Linked DNA regions of Sus scrofa: region 2 is linked to region 1. A link is a contact called in public promoter capture Hi-C data. All regions are on one chromosome and are shown on one strand. Each heading gives the region's core, a stretch centred on a gene start, on an enhancer-like site or on the middle of the called end of the contact. The rest is flanking DNA. Distances are from core to core; before and after follow the strand shown.

Evidence for each region. Promoter capture Hi-C pulls out the DNA fragments that hold promoters and counts their contacts.
Region 2: a promoter capture Hi-C map of liver shows a contact between it and region 1, with 2.6 times the contacts expected there. The contact joins the promoter of EGLN1 here to the promoter of TSNAX in region 1. A contact is called at or near these places in 1 of 5 promoter capture datasets (liver), 14 of 47 Hi-C or Micro-C datasets (alveolar macrophages, blood, embryonic fibroblasts and 8 more) and 2 of 2 datasets of contacts at active chromatin or transcription factors (alveolar macrophages and skeletal muscle).

Annotation. Positions count from the first base shown.
Region 1 is chr14:59,054,757-59,062,065 of Sscrofa11.1, forward strand. TSNAX (translin associated factor X) reads right to left here and starts at 3,544. Exons shown (of 6, transcript NM_001243607.2): 1 at 3,415-3,544; 2 at 2,903-3,007. The coding sequence starts at 3,430.
Region 2 is chr14:59,109,722-59,116,096 of Sscrofa11.1, forward strand. EGLN1 (egl nine homolog 1) reads left to right here and starts at 3,806. Exons shown (of 4, transcript XM_021073581.1): 1 at 3,806-5,016. The coding sequence starts at 4,123.

The DNA.
Region 1 (7,309 bases), core at 2,294-4,793:
ATAACTACTTACAAAAAATACTTCCATCTATCTCGCTGTGCTATTTTACCTACCTTATTCATATACAATATAAATATCAACAAAAAAGAAACCAGAATTTTTAAATTAAAAGTTTATGGAGTTCCCATTATGCCTCGACAATAACGAATCTGACTAGAATCCATGAGGACATGGGTTTGATCCCTGGCCTCGCCCAGTGAGTTAAGGATCTGGCATTACTGTGAGCTGTGGTATAGGTCACAGACATGGCCTGGATCCCATGTTGCTGTGGCTGTGGTGAAGGTCGGCAGGTACAGCTCCTTTTAAACCCTTAGCCTGGAAACTTCCAGATGCCACAGGTGCAGCCCTAAAAAGCCAAAATAAATAAATAAAGTGTATAGCCTCTGATAACATCAACTCTCTGAATTTTCAAGCCCTAGCTGTTGAAATACCCCTAAGCACTTAAACCACCTGAATAACCACTTTATTTCAGAGGCATTGTCACACCAAAGACCTAGCAAGTTGCAGTCCTATAGGGAGCAATCCACAGGCATATTTTGCATGAATAAAAACTATAGAATAAATTATTAACCAAATTAATAGCTGACAAGGACCTAAATACATCTGGTTATTGAGACAATAATTAGGCTAGGATTTTGTCTAATGTTTCAAGACAATCAAATGTATTCACTATTACAAATACATTGATCACAACTGTAAATTAGATACTATGACTTCAAAGTTAAATAAAGCAGTTTCAAATCCTTAAGGAGTTCAGTCCAGAATGAGACACAGATATAAAGGAATAATTAAATGTGATCATGCTATTATATATATACGTATGTTTATATGTGTGGGTATATATATGTAAATGTACACGTATGGTTCAGCAAAGTAGGAACTACAATTTTCCTGTTCACTACCAACACATGCTAGAATACAGACACTCAAAATTTCCCAACTGAATAGACAGATGTTCAATGAATGCAATGTTTGTCACCAAGTTTGTTTGAGAGGTAAATCAGAAAAGGCTTCAAAGGAAGAAGCTGCTTGAGCTGGGTCTTGAAGAAAACTATGGCATACCAGACATTCAACAGGGTCATCAAGTTAGAAACAATTCCAAGCTTAAAGAACTATGTGCACTAGACAAGTAGAAACATAAAACAGCAAAATATGTGTAGAAACAAGCAGCTCCATGTAGAATGTGTGAGAGTATAACGGTGAATACTTGACCCAATATAGTGTTTCCACGGAGTATATAACACTATCAGTATGCTCTCTACTCAATTATAACTAGTTGTCTCACATCCCTGAAGATCACTAGGTGCTGTGGTGGTTTTAAAACATATCCACAAATTGTAGTTCCCATTGTGGCTCAGTGGAAACAAACCCAATGCTATCCATGAGCATACAAGTTCAATCCCTGGCCTTACTCAGTGGGTTAAGGATCAGATGTTGCCGTGAGGTGCAGAGTAGGTGGCAGATGCGGCTCGAATCTGGCGTTGCTGTGGTGCAGACCAGCAGCTATAGCTCCGATTTGACTCCTAGCACGGGAACTTCCATATGCTGCACATGCAGCCCTAAAAAGCATAAAAAAAGAAAAGGAAAAAAAAAAGAAATTTATGTCCACAAATCATGAGATACCTCCCTCCAAAAAATGGAAGCTAATTCCCTTCCACTTAAATATGAGGCGGAGTTTTTAAACTGCTCATTTCTAACAAATAGAATGTAGCAAAAGTGAGAAAGTATGATGTCCTAGATTAGGACATAAGAGAAGGGTGATCTCCTCCCATCTCTCAGTCTAGGGGAAGCCAGATGCCACGCTTGAGGACATTCAAGCAGTTCTACCGAGGGTCCATGTAGAGGAACCTGGAGCTGGTTCTTGGCAGAAAGCCTAATTTGTCAATAGCTGTGGATCCTCCAGCCCAAGCATAGCCTGCACATGACTGCAAGTCAGAACCAACAGCTAACTAAGCCCCTCATGGATTCCAAAACCACAAAAACTATAAGGATAGGATGCTGGACAGAAGAGAGGAGGGAGGACTTTGTTTTATGTTTCTCTTTGAAATGAGTAACAACTTGACCAAGTTAACATGCTGAGACAAGGGCAACTGTGAATACATACACGTTTGATTTACTAATAGAAATGCATTCATACTCTGTGAAAAGATAAAATACAGTCCCTGGGAGTTCCTGTCGTGGCTCAATGGTTAACGAATCCGACTAGGAAACATGAGGCTACGGATTCGATCCCTGGCCTTGCTCAGGGGGTTAACGATCCGACGTTGCCGTGAGCTGTGATGTAGGTTGCAGACGCGGCTTGGATCCCGCGTTGCTGTGGCTGTGGCTGTGGCGGAGGCCGGCAGCTACAGCTCTGATTAGACCCCTAGCCTGGGAACCTCCATGTGCCATGGGAGCGGCCCCAGAAAAGGCAAAAAGACAAAAAAAACCAAAAAAACAAAAAAAAAAACCAGTCCCTGTCTTCAAAAGTCTAGCTAAGGAAACAAAACCAACACGTTAAAATTAATTAAATATATGTACACATACAGCTGATGTATATGCACACATCGCTGATATACACATATACAGTTGGTACATATACACACACCCAACATAAATATATACATAATAGATATATGTATACACACACCCTTGACACATATATTTACATATCACTCAGTAATTTTTCGTTATGTAGCACGTCTGATGTTAGTAAACTAATGTTTACTTGTGAAACTGCAATGCGGAAAAAAAAAGTCAACACTTTTGTAATCTCAACTTTCATGGCAGACCTAGCACCATCGCCAACACCTCCAGGAAAATTCCTGGCGGCTGTTTTCACGTGTAGGACATGGCTAAGTAACCCTCGTGACAAGCTCTTTAGTTCTCTTCCCTTCGCCAGCTTGCATGACAGAGAACTTACATTTGAAGGCCAACATCACAGGTGAAGATGAATTAAGATCCTTCCCTTCTCTTCTTTGGTTATGTGGGAAATTGTCATGCTTCCTTTTCCTGAACCCTCCTGAACCTTACATAGAGAAGGAAAAAAAGGTTGGACGGGGCTCTTCCATTACCAAGAGCTGACAAAAATTTACAGCGGGCAAACGCGTTCCTTTCTCTACAACCGGTATCCACAGAGAGGCTTTCTCAGCAGAAGGACCCTGCCTTGTCCTCCCAAACCTTAGGCTCACCATCCGGGCCTCCACTAACGGCTTCCTTACAGAGCAACTATCGAACTAAGATGAAAAACGGCTCGAGAATTTAAGAAAACACGAGGCATAAACAGGCCACTGTGGCCGCAAAAATCACTAGGGCAGCACCCCCGCCCCGAGCCTTCAGGGTGAGAGGGCATCCCGCAAGGGTGAGAAGTGGGAAATGTGACCAGAAGCCTGGACTAAACACAGAAATAACGCCCCAAATTGTCGAGGACGCCACCTTCTTTGCCGCTCATGTCGTCACGGCCTACGGCGAGAAGAGACGAGACTGGCAACCTGGAGGCGAGCGGAACGCGTAAAGTGGTGGCCGAAGAGCCCGCAGCGGCGCCCTGCGCAGCCGGCCAACGTCGACGCCCCGGCCGGAAGCGCGCGCCCGCAGCCACTCAAGCTTCTCCCTTGCCCTCGCATATTTCCGGTCTGCGTCCCCGCCCAGCCGCTGCTGACTCCGCCCCGCGCCTGGCCTGGGGACCTCGCACCCGCGCGCAGGCATCGAGCCTGCCCTCTGTCATGCCTGAAGACAGAAGAGACTCGGCACACTTCTCTGTATGAGCTGCTCACTTAAAAATATGGCGGACCGTGCTGGGAGTGAGGTCAACGTGAAGGTGGGAAAGCCAGGAAAATGTAGGTGATTTTTTTTTTTTTTTTCCCCTCAAGGCACCTTTGGGTCACCCTCTTGTTCCCTTGGCGTGGCCCTCGGAACCGCGCGGTGCATGGTGGGGTTGTAGTTCGTTGCCGCAGACGGCCTGGCTGGCGCCGGGAACAGAGAAGGCATCAATTCGCATCACCTGTGGCTATGTCCTCTCGGGAAGCAAACCAAACCTTAAAGAGTTGGGGAGTCTTTCAGTTTTCCATTCCTAGCAGTGACGCCGGCAGCTAAAGTGATGGAAATGTGCAAATCAACAAGTGGATGGCGTTGCTGGCATTTTCTCTAACGAAGGGAAACGGGCCCCTGTGTACTCCTCCCCTCGCCCCTCTCCCATTCTCCCATTCTCGTCGTCCTCCTGCCTCCTCCCGCCTTTCTCCTCTATGGGAACCGTGGAGCCAGACAGCTCGCGTTCACGGTGGTCTCCGCCACTGAGTGGTTGTGTGACCTCGGGGAAGCACTTCATCCCTAGCTTAGTTTCATCTGTAAAAGAGAGAAAGCAGGACCCACCTAGGAAGATCTTTGACCAGTAAATAAGTTACCATTGAGGCGCAGAAGACTCCGCTAAATATAAATTTTGATACCCTTCTCTCACCATCGCTCTCCAAAAAGAGAGAGGTCAGTGATGATAATAGCAGGTGTGCTCCACTAACTTGTGAGCATTTCATTGTAGGCAGGTACTGCCCTGTCTTTATAGACTTTGTGTCCAGCCCACCGCAACAGGTTCTTAGCACAGCACCCTTGTAAGCCTCGTTAACTGTCGGTGAACAGACGTTCCCATCTTCCAGATGGGCAAATGAGTGGCAATCCAGCATTCTTTAGATAAAATCTCAGGCTGAGGCTTGACTAGTTGTGTGGCCCAGGGCTTGCAGGGAAACCACAAGTACTTTTTTACTACATTTTCCCCAAATAACCCCCGTAATGTCCTGTGTTGTACATACAGTCTTTCCTCCTTAATTTAGGGGAAAAAAAAACAGTAAATGAAACCATTTGGATAGCATATGGCAGTAAATTCAAGCTCTTGACAGTCCTGTGTCATAGGAAAATTTTCTGCTCTAGGTAATTTTTTTTTTTTTTGGTCTTTTTAGGACCACACCCACGGCATATGGAGGTTCCCAGGTAGGGGTTGAGTCAGAGTTACAACTGCCGGCCTACACCACAGCCACAGCAATGCCAAATCCAAGCCACCTCTGTGACCTACACCGAAGCTCTCTGCAACGCGGGGTCCTTAACCCACTGAGCAAGGCCAGAGATCAAATCCATGTCCTCATGGATACTGGTCAGTTCATTACCACTGAGCCACAATGGAAACTCCCTGCTCTGGGTGATGTTGAGGGCCTCTTCCAACTGGGAAGCAAGAAGCCTGCCAGGCACCACCCATCACATGTTTGCAGCTCTTTGAATACTTGTGTTGATTAGCTGAGTTCCTTGTGCGTGAAATGGGCTAAACTTTTGCTTTGCCGATGTTGGGAATATAATTCTGAGTTTCTGTGAGGTCTGAGCCTACTGATGTTATGCCCCCTAATATTTGATTAGAGATGACCAAGGGGGAAAAAAAAAAAAAGAGACAAGTTTGACATAATTGTAATCATTTTAATGTGACTCCTTCTACATCCAAGGATGCCAGTAGGTTATGAATATTTTTAGAGTCAATGCTTGCTTCAGCAGTGTCTGGGAAAACAGTATAAAAATACTCTAGATAGAGCAGCTCTGAAGACCTCAACTTTCCCAAACCTGAATCAGTCATACTTCTTTTTTCCAGCCACCACCCCTGTTCAGCTGTTCAGCCCCAGCTTTGTTACTTGAAGTGCTTCGCTCTGTTTCCCATAAATGTTAAGGATTAGGAGGTTTCCCAACGTGTAATGACTTCTCAAAGGACTTCATGGGAGGTGAATCTCAGGAATATTTTCCCAGCGCTAATTTGCATATGCAGTTACCCGAGGTGTCCCAACTGTGGCTACTCTTTGTCAGAAATGCCTTCGCACTTGTGTGGCAACTGGCAAAGGCATCTCCACCCCATCTCTTTGTTTTACTGCTACAAATACACACGCATAGGTTTTGGTGTTTGGTGAAACATATTTTTGTTCGTCTTTTTTTTTTTTTTTTTTTTTTAAGAGAAAATTACCACCCAGAGTCAGGGAGAGGCAAGTAAAGATTTTCAGATTTGCATTCTAATTGCCCACACTTGACTCTGAATAAAGCTCTATGCCTCTTAAGAACACCTGTTTGTAGTAAGTTTATAAATCCCCACATTTGTCTTCTTTACAGGGAAAAAAAAAATCACATATCAAAATTGGTTTTTGTTATTTTAAAAAGCATATAAATCAAGTCAGAGAAGAAATTATAAGTTCATCCATTTCAGGGGGAATAAACTTTTTAAAAAATTTTAAGTGCTTTTCCTTTACAGATTAGATCATCTTCAACAAATATTTCTGTGCATAGTTTACACCTGGCAATATGACTTGTGCCTTAAAGGACACCACCATTTTCATATTTATTGAGCACCTACCAGATAATAGGTGCTGTTCTAAGGATCCGTCATTCCAGATGTTAGGAAGTTTATTCTCTAGTGAGAGGGGACAGAAAAAGAACTAACTAAATAAATAAAGCATTTGGCATTTAGAATAAGTGATCGTTTCGATAAAGAAGAATAAAGTGAAGGAAAGAGAAGGAGATGAGGGATGGGGTTTCCTGAAGTGGGGGTAAGAGTTGCAACTGAGATGAGATGGTCAGAAAAGATCAGACTGGGAAGGGGACATGTGGCCATAGATCTGAAGGAGGTGACCCAGGCAGCATGCAAATATATGAGGTATTCCCCCTTCCCTGTACACCAGTAATTCTCCCCTTTCTCTCCTATGCACACCTCTTCTCTTTTATATTCCACAGCATCATTCCCTTCACTGTACAAACGTGCTGTCACATGGCATCTGCCACATCATACACATTCAACGCATGTTTGTTGAATGAATACATAAATGATACACAACTATATTATCCCTGTCTGTAGATCATTTACAACATTGCATTAGTTTCAGTTGTACAGCAGATTGAATCAGTCATACATATAAATATATCCATTCTTTTTTCCCATATAGGTTATTACAAACGAGTAGATTTTACTGTGCTAGACAGTAGGTTCTCGTCAATCATCAGTTAATCATCAGTTTTATGCAGTAGTGTGTATATGTTATTCCCACCCTCTCAGTTCTTCCCTCCCTCCAACTGTTCTACCTATGGTAACTAAGATTTGTTTTGAAATGTGTCAATTTGTTTCTATTTTGTAAATAAGTTCTTTTGTATCATTTTTATTAGATTCCACATATAAGTGATATCAAATGATATTTGTCTTTCTCTGACTTTCATCATTCAGTAATGATAATCTCTAGGTCCATCTGTAGATCATCTTTTAATTTTGTTACAGTAGCTCTGGTTGAAAGGAAGTTTTAAAATTTTAATACAGTCAAGTTTACCA
Region 2 (6,375 bases), core at 2,556-5,055, 55 kb after region 1:
CTTGGAGTTCCTGTTGTGGCTCAGCAGTAACAAATCTGACTAGTATCCATGAGGATTCAGGTTCAATGCCTGGCCTCAATCAGTTGGTTAAGGATCTCACTTTGCCGTGAGCTGTGGCGTGGGTTGCAGACTCGGCTTCGATCTGATGTTGCAGTGGCTGTGGTACGCCGGCAGCAACAGCTCCGATTCAACCCTTAGCCTGGGAACTTCCATATGCTGTGGGTGCGGCCCTAAAAAGAAAAAAAAAAATTCCTTTTCCTCATTTAACTGCATCCTTTGCATTTAATCTCAGCTCTGGCTCTTTTTCTAAACCACTTGTCAGTTGGTAGTGGTTACTGCTTTAAATTTAAGTAAACATTGCTCGAGGAACAAAGGAAAACCAGAGAGGTGGTCAATTAGCTGTGGTCCAAATTGGTGTGATATGGAGATGATGGCACTTTTACTTAATTCAACTTCAGTTACCAGAACAGTTGATCTTGATTAGGTTGGGGGGCAGTGAAAAAGTACTAATTCCTGACTTTGGGAGACACAAGTCTTTTTTTTTGTTTGTTTCTTATGGCTGCACCCAAGGCATATGGAGGTTCCAAGGCTAGGGGTCAAATTGGAGCTGCAGCTTCCAGCCTTTGCCACAGCCACAGCCACAGCCACAACAGATCCAAGCCTCACCTGCAAACTGCACCACAGCTCCCGGCCACACTGGATTTTTAACCCACTGAGCAAGGCCAGGGATGGAACTTTCATCCTCATGGATACTAGTCAGATTCGTTTCCACTGAGCCACAACAGGGACTCTGAGACACAAGCCTTTGTTTCCCCTAAAGAATTAGATAACACTCCTCATGCTATTAATCTCATTGCTCTACTTTGGTTTACTCTTCCTTAAATGGACATAATAATAGTACTCGCCTCATGGTGTTATAAACATCAAATGAGTTAATGCTTGTAAAATGCTTAGAACAGAGATTGGAACAGATAGCAAGTATCATATGAATGTTTACAAGATAAATTCCTGCACCATAGTGTGGATCTTCTCTATAATATATGAATAAATGATAACAGCTACAGGCTAGTGGAGTTCCAGAATTTCCTCGGTGAACTTGTCGTTCATTAGCTATTGCACAGTCAGCAGATGGTTTGGAGAAACCTCACTAAATTGGAATTAGTGCACAGATTATTAAACCTGAATAAATTAAAATTCTGAAATCATCAATCTTTGGAACAAAATGAAAGCTAATAAAGGTTTTGACACAGACATCCATTAAAAAGATAGCAATGAAAATATACATAAAGAGCATATAGAGATGTAAGTATATGTCTTTGCATGTCATAGACCTAAATGGTAATTTTTTTTTTTTTGGTCTTTTTGCCTTTTCTAGGGCCGCTCCCAAGGCATATGGAGGTTCCCAGGCTAGGGGTCTAATCAGAGCTATAGCCACTGGCCTACACCACAGCTCACAGCAACGCTGGATCCTTAATCCACTGAGCAGGGCCAGGGATCGAACCCGCAACCTCATGGTTCCTAGTTGGATTTGTTAATCACTGAGCCACGATGGGAACTCCCTAAATGGTAATTTTTAAAGACACTATTGGAAAAAAAAAAAGGAGTTCCCCTTGTGGCACAGTAGAAACGAATCCGACTAGGAACCGTGAGGTTGCAGGTTCAATCCCTGGCCTTGCTCAGTGGGTTAAGGATCCGTGAGCTGTGGTGTAGGTCACAGATGCAGCTAGGATCTGGCATTGCTGTGGCTGTGGTGTAGGCTGGTGGCTACAGCTCTGATTGGACCCCTAGTCTGGGAACCTCCATGTGCTGCAGGGTGGCCCTAAAAATACAAAAAATAGATAAATAAAAAATAAAGATACTGTTGGACTACTTTTAACATCTACAAATAACTAAATTTAGAAGAATCAAGTGTTTGTAGAAGGAGTGTTCCCTAGAAAACTTGAGAATCATTAAAGATGATTTATCATTTACTAGAGCAATTTTACTGGTATTGAAATTTTACATGAAATAATTTACATGTATCAAAAAATTTTTTTATTGTTTCATGTATTTATTTTTTTGCTTTTTAGAGCCACACACTTGGCAGATGGAAGTTCCCAGGCTAGGGGTCAAATTGGAGCTACAACTGCTGCCCTCCACCACAGCCACAGCAACACCAGACCGAGCTGCCTCTGTGATCTACACCACAGCTCACCACAAGGCCAGATCCTTAACCCACTGAGCAAGGCCAGGGATCGAACCTGTGTCCTCATGGATGCTAGTCAAATTCATTGACCACTGAGCCATGATGGGAACTCCAGATCCAGGTCTTGATTCTTTACAGATTGTTGGGTTTTAGCTTGAAATTTGAAGCTGGGAACATAATACCTCTGTGTTCCAAAGGCCAAGCTAATTGGAATTACTGTCCTTTCATCAGATTGGATCCCCCAGGATACTATTTATTTATAGAGCAGAATTTAATGACAGTTTTAAGTTCTGTGTAGTTGAAGAACAGTTTTTTTTTGGATTCAGGATAGTTTTTTAAAAAAGATATTCTTCAAAGTGGTTTATAATGCCCTGTATTCTTCTGCCTTTAACCTGACACATTTCGGCTCTTGTGTTCTCTTAACCTGGAAGGCCTTCATCACAAGGGCTGTTGAATTAACTGCAGTCTGTGCAGATGATAAACAAGCCAGCAGAACATTTCCCGGGTTAGCAGGTGCTCAATAAAGATGTGAAAATCTAAATCACAGTCCTTTCTATTTTTAAAATAAATGGCAGGCATAAAGAAACACCCTTGGCTTATTTCTGGTAGGGTTTTTATGTGCTGTAAAGAACTTTATTCATCAGTATAGCACAAATTCTATTAAGAGATTTGGCTTTAAAATTACAAGTGGTTAACATAGTCATGCTCATTTGCCACCCAAATCCGCTCCTGAGGGATGGTGCCAGAAGTCTGAACTTAAGTGCCTCAGTGTGGACACTGAAATGAGCACTGATTACCCTATTTGACTAGGTAGCCAAACATTTTTCTCATAAGGTTTTAAACTCGGCAAGATTTCACAGGATTTAAAAATGGTTTCTAAAAAAAATCACATTTCCATCCCTTAACTGGCTCAAACGGGGCACAGGGGCTTGGGGCACAGGGGCTTGGATCCACACCGCTGCAACCCTTGTTTTTGTTTTTAACCATTTCAGGGCTTCTTGAAATAGAGGCTGTATTAGAGTTATGGAAAAAACAGCCTTGGAATCTGACAGTCCGATTCCTGGAGTCAATTCCAGTTCTGCGTGACCTTGGACAAGTTACTTTACTTCTTTGAATTTCCGTTTCCTCCTGGGCAAGACGACAGCAGCCAGAGCCACCTTGCAGTCCAGTGTGCGCGCCTGGAATACGCCCGGCGGGTCCCAAACAAACAGCAGCCATGTTCAGGCCGCCCCGCTCGGCACCGACCTCGCGGCTGCGCTCGCCCCGGCAGGTGTAGGCACCGCCCGGGTCGCGGGCCCCCACCCTTCCGTCGCTCGCGGGCCGGCCCCTCGGCGTCTCCGCGCAGGGAGGAGCGGCAGCGTCCCGGGCCCGCCCCGGGCGGGGCCGGCAAGAGGCTGGGAGGACGCCGGGACGCGGACCCGCTCCGAGGCCCAGCGCGCCGAGTGCGGGAGAGCTAAAAGCGGCTCGGCGCCGCCCGTGCCCGAGCGCGAGCGCGCGGCGGCCGCCCCCTCGGCCCTCCCCTGGCCCTGCCCCGCCCCCCGCCCTAGCGCGCCGCCCGCCCGCCGGGTCGCCGCGGGGCCGTGGTGTACGTGCAGAGCGCGCAGAGCGAGTGGCGCCCGCACGCCCTGCGCTGCTCCGCGGGCCGGGCCGGGCCGCCGGGGAGGCTGAGGCGGCGGCCAAGGCGGCCTGTCTCGCGCGCCCGCGACGCAGGCCGCGCTCCCTCAGCCCGCGACGGCGATGAGGCGCTGAGGTGGCCGCCCGCGCTGCGCGGCGGGACCAGAGGACGAGGAAGCGGCCGGGCCGAGGGGCGCCGGCCTCAAGAGGCGAGGGGCGGCGGGTGCATGGCGCAGTGACGGCCCTTGCCGCTCCTCCCGCTACCCGGACCCAGGCGAGGCCGCCACCCCTCCTGCTCGGCCGCCGCCGCCGCCGCCGCCGCCATGGCCAATGACAGCGGCGGGCCGGGCGGGCCGAGCCCGAGCGAGCGAGACCGGCAATACTGCGAGCTGTGCGGGAAGATGGAGAACCTGCTGCGCTGTGGCCGCTGCCGCAGCTCCTTCTACTGCAGCAAGGAGCACCAGCGCCAGGACTGGAAGAAGCACAAGCTGGTGTGCCAGGGCGGCGAGGGCGCCCCCGCCCCTGGAGCGGGCCAGCAGCCGCAGCCCGGCCCCGCGCCGCTGCTCAGGAAGGCGGTGCCGCGCCGGGACAGAGTCGCTGCCGTGGAGGCCGCGGGCCCGCGGGCCGCGGGAGACGCGGCCAAGGCGAAGGCGAAGGCCAAGCCCGCTGCAGACCCCGCGGCGGCCGCGTCCCCGCCCCGCGCGGCGCCCGGCGGCGCGGGCCCGGCGGCGGCGGCGGCGGCGGCCGAGGCGGAGCCCGCGAAGGAGGAGCCGCCGGCTCGCTCATCACTGTACCAGGAGAAGGCGAACCTGTACCCGCCGAGCAACACGCCGGGCGAGGGACTGAGCCACGGCGGCGGCCTGCGGCCCAACGGGCAGACGAAGCCGCTGCCGGCGCTGAAGCTGGCGCTGGAGTACATCGTGCCGTGCATGAACAAGCACGGCATCTGCGTGGTGGATGACTTCCTGGGCAAGGAGACGGGGCAGCAGATCGGCGACGAGGTGCGCGCCCTGCACGACACCGGCAAGTTCACGGACGGGCAGCTGGTCAGCCAGAAGAGCGACTCGTCCAAGGACATCCGCGGCGATAAGATCACCTGGATCGAGGGCAAGGAGCCCGGCTGCGAAACCATCGGGCTGCTCATGAGCAGCATGGACGACCTGATCCGCCACTGTAACGGCAAACTGGGCAACTACAAAATCAATGGCCGGACGAAAGTAAGTGATGCTGGGGTGGGCGCTGGACGCCCCCGCCCGCGAGGCGGGGCGTGTGGAATGAGGCGCGGTGGTTCGTCCTGGTGCAGACCCGGGAGAGAAAGCGGGTATCACCTACCTCCCCTCGTTCACCAACTTCTCCGTCTAATTACATGGCCTTCTGGCTACACTTTGGGGCCCCCTTTGCACTTTGCTTTTCACTCTCTTTCATTGAACTCTTAGTGGATTCTAGCCTCACTGGAGTTGCAGCTGCTCGTTGGGGCTATTAGAGTAATACCTCCCCAAAGCCAAGGGCTGGTTCTGCGTCAGCAGTGGGTTTGCAGCGGCTCTTAAATTCCCTGTGGGATTTGAACCACTCATCAGACTCTACCTTACACAGTGCAATGTCGTGTTTGGTTTAGAACCCGCCAGTTGACCACAAGAAAGTGTATTTGAAAGAAGCATTTAGGCATGTGTCCTCGTCGGATTCAGGAAGAGCTTGGCCGCTCCCCCCCTTCCCCTCCCATAGCTCTCGTCCTTCTCCGGGTCCCTACTGTTTTGAAACCCACTACAAAACGGGGGCGGGGGGGGAGAAGTATTTCCGTTTTCAGACCTCTCGGTGTAGGTAGGTTACATTTTTAGCATAGGTTTCCTCTATTTGCTTTTGTTCGTGTAATTCTTCTGTTGAAAAAGAACTGTTTTGTGGCTTCCTGGAAAAAAAAAATCCTCGGAATTGTAGCAGGAGGGAAGGCTCACTCCAACGTCTCAATTTGGTGAAATCTCTTTGTTTTCTCTTTACTCTTGCAGTTTTTCCCTCACAGAGTCTTTAATCCTCCCTACTCTGATTTTCTCTCCTCAGTAGGGTAAATGATAGACTTTTTCCTTCTTTATACCTTCTTGTGGTTCTTTCCCATTTTACTCCCCAGATCTTAATCTTTTCTTTGTATCCAGCTCCACTCCCGCCCACCCTGCTCCACCCTCCTCCACCATCGATCTCTCTCTGATTTTGTGAGTTTGAGATGGTTTAAGAAGCTCATCACGCGTGCATGTTTGTACCCATACACTGACTCTTCCCAGTACTTTTGTGTGTGTCAGACCGTCTGTTGTGACTGTCATTCATTAAGTGGGACTCTCAGACTGCTCAAAAGGCACGGGAAATGAGGAAAGTTCTAAATGTGAACATTTTGTGGGGAAGATACAATGGACAGTCTAGTTTGGTTTTTTACGCATTGTGGCTGGATGAAGGCACATGTCTTAATATCATAGTCGCAAAAAAAGAAAAAAAAAATCAAATCCTTGCTTACCATTAAGCTAGGAGGAGAAAAGGGGCTGGTTAATGATCAACTTTGGGTTTTAATGAAATTTTCGTTTGTGTCTATAAAT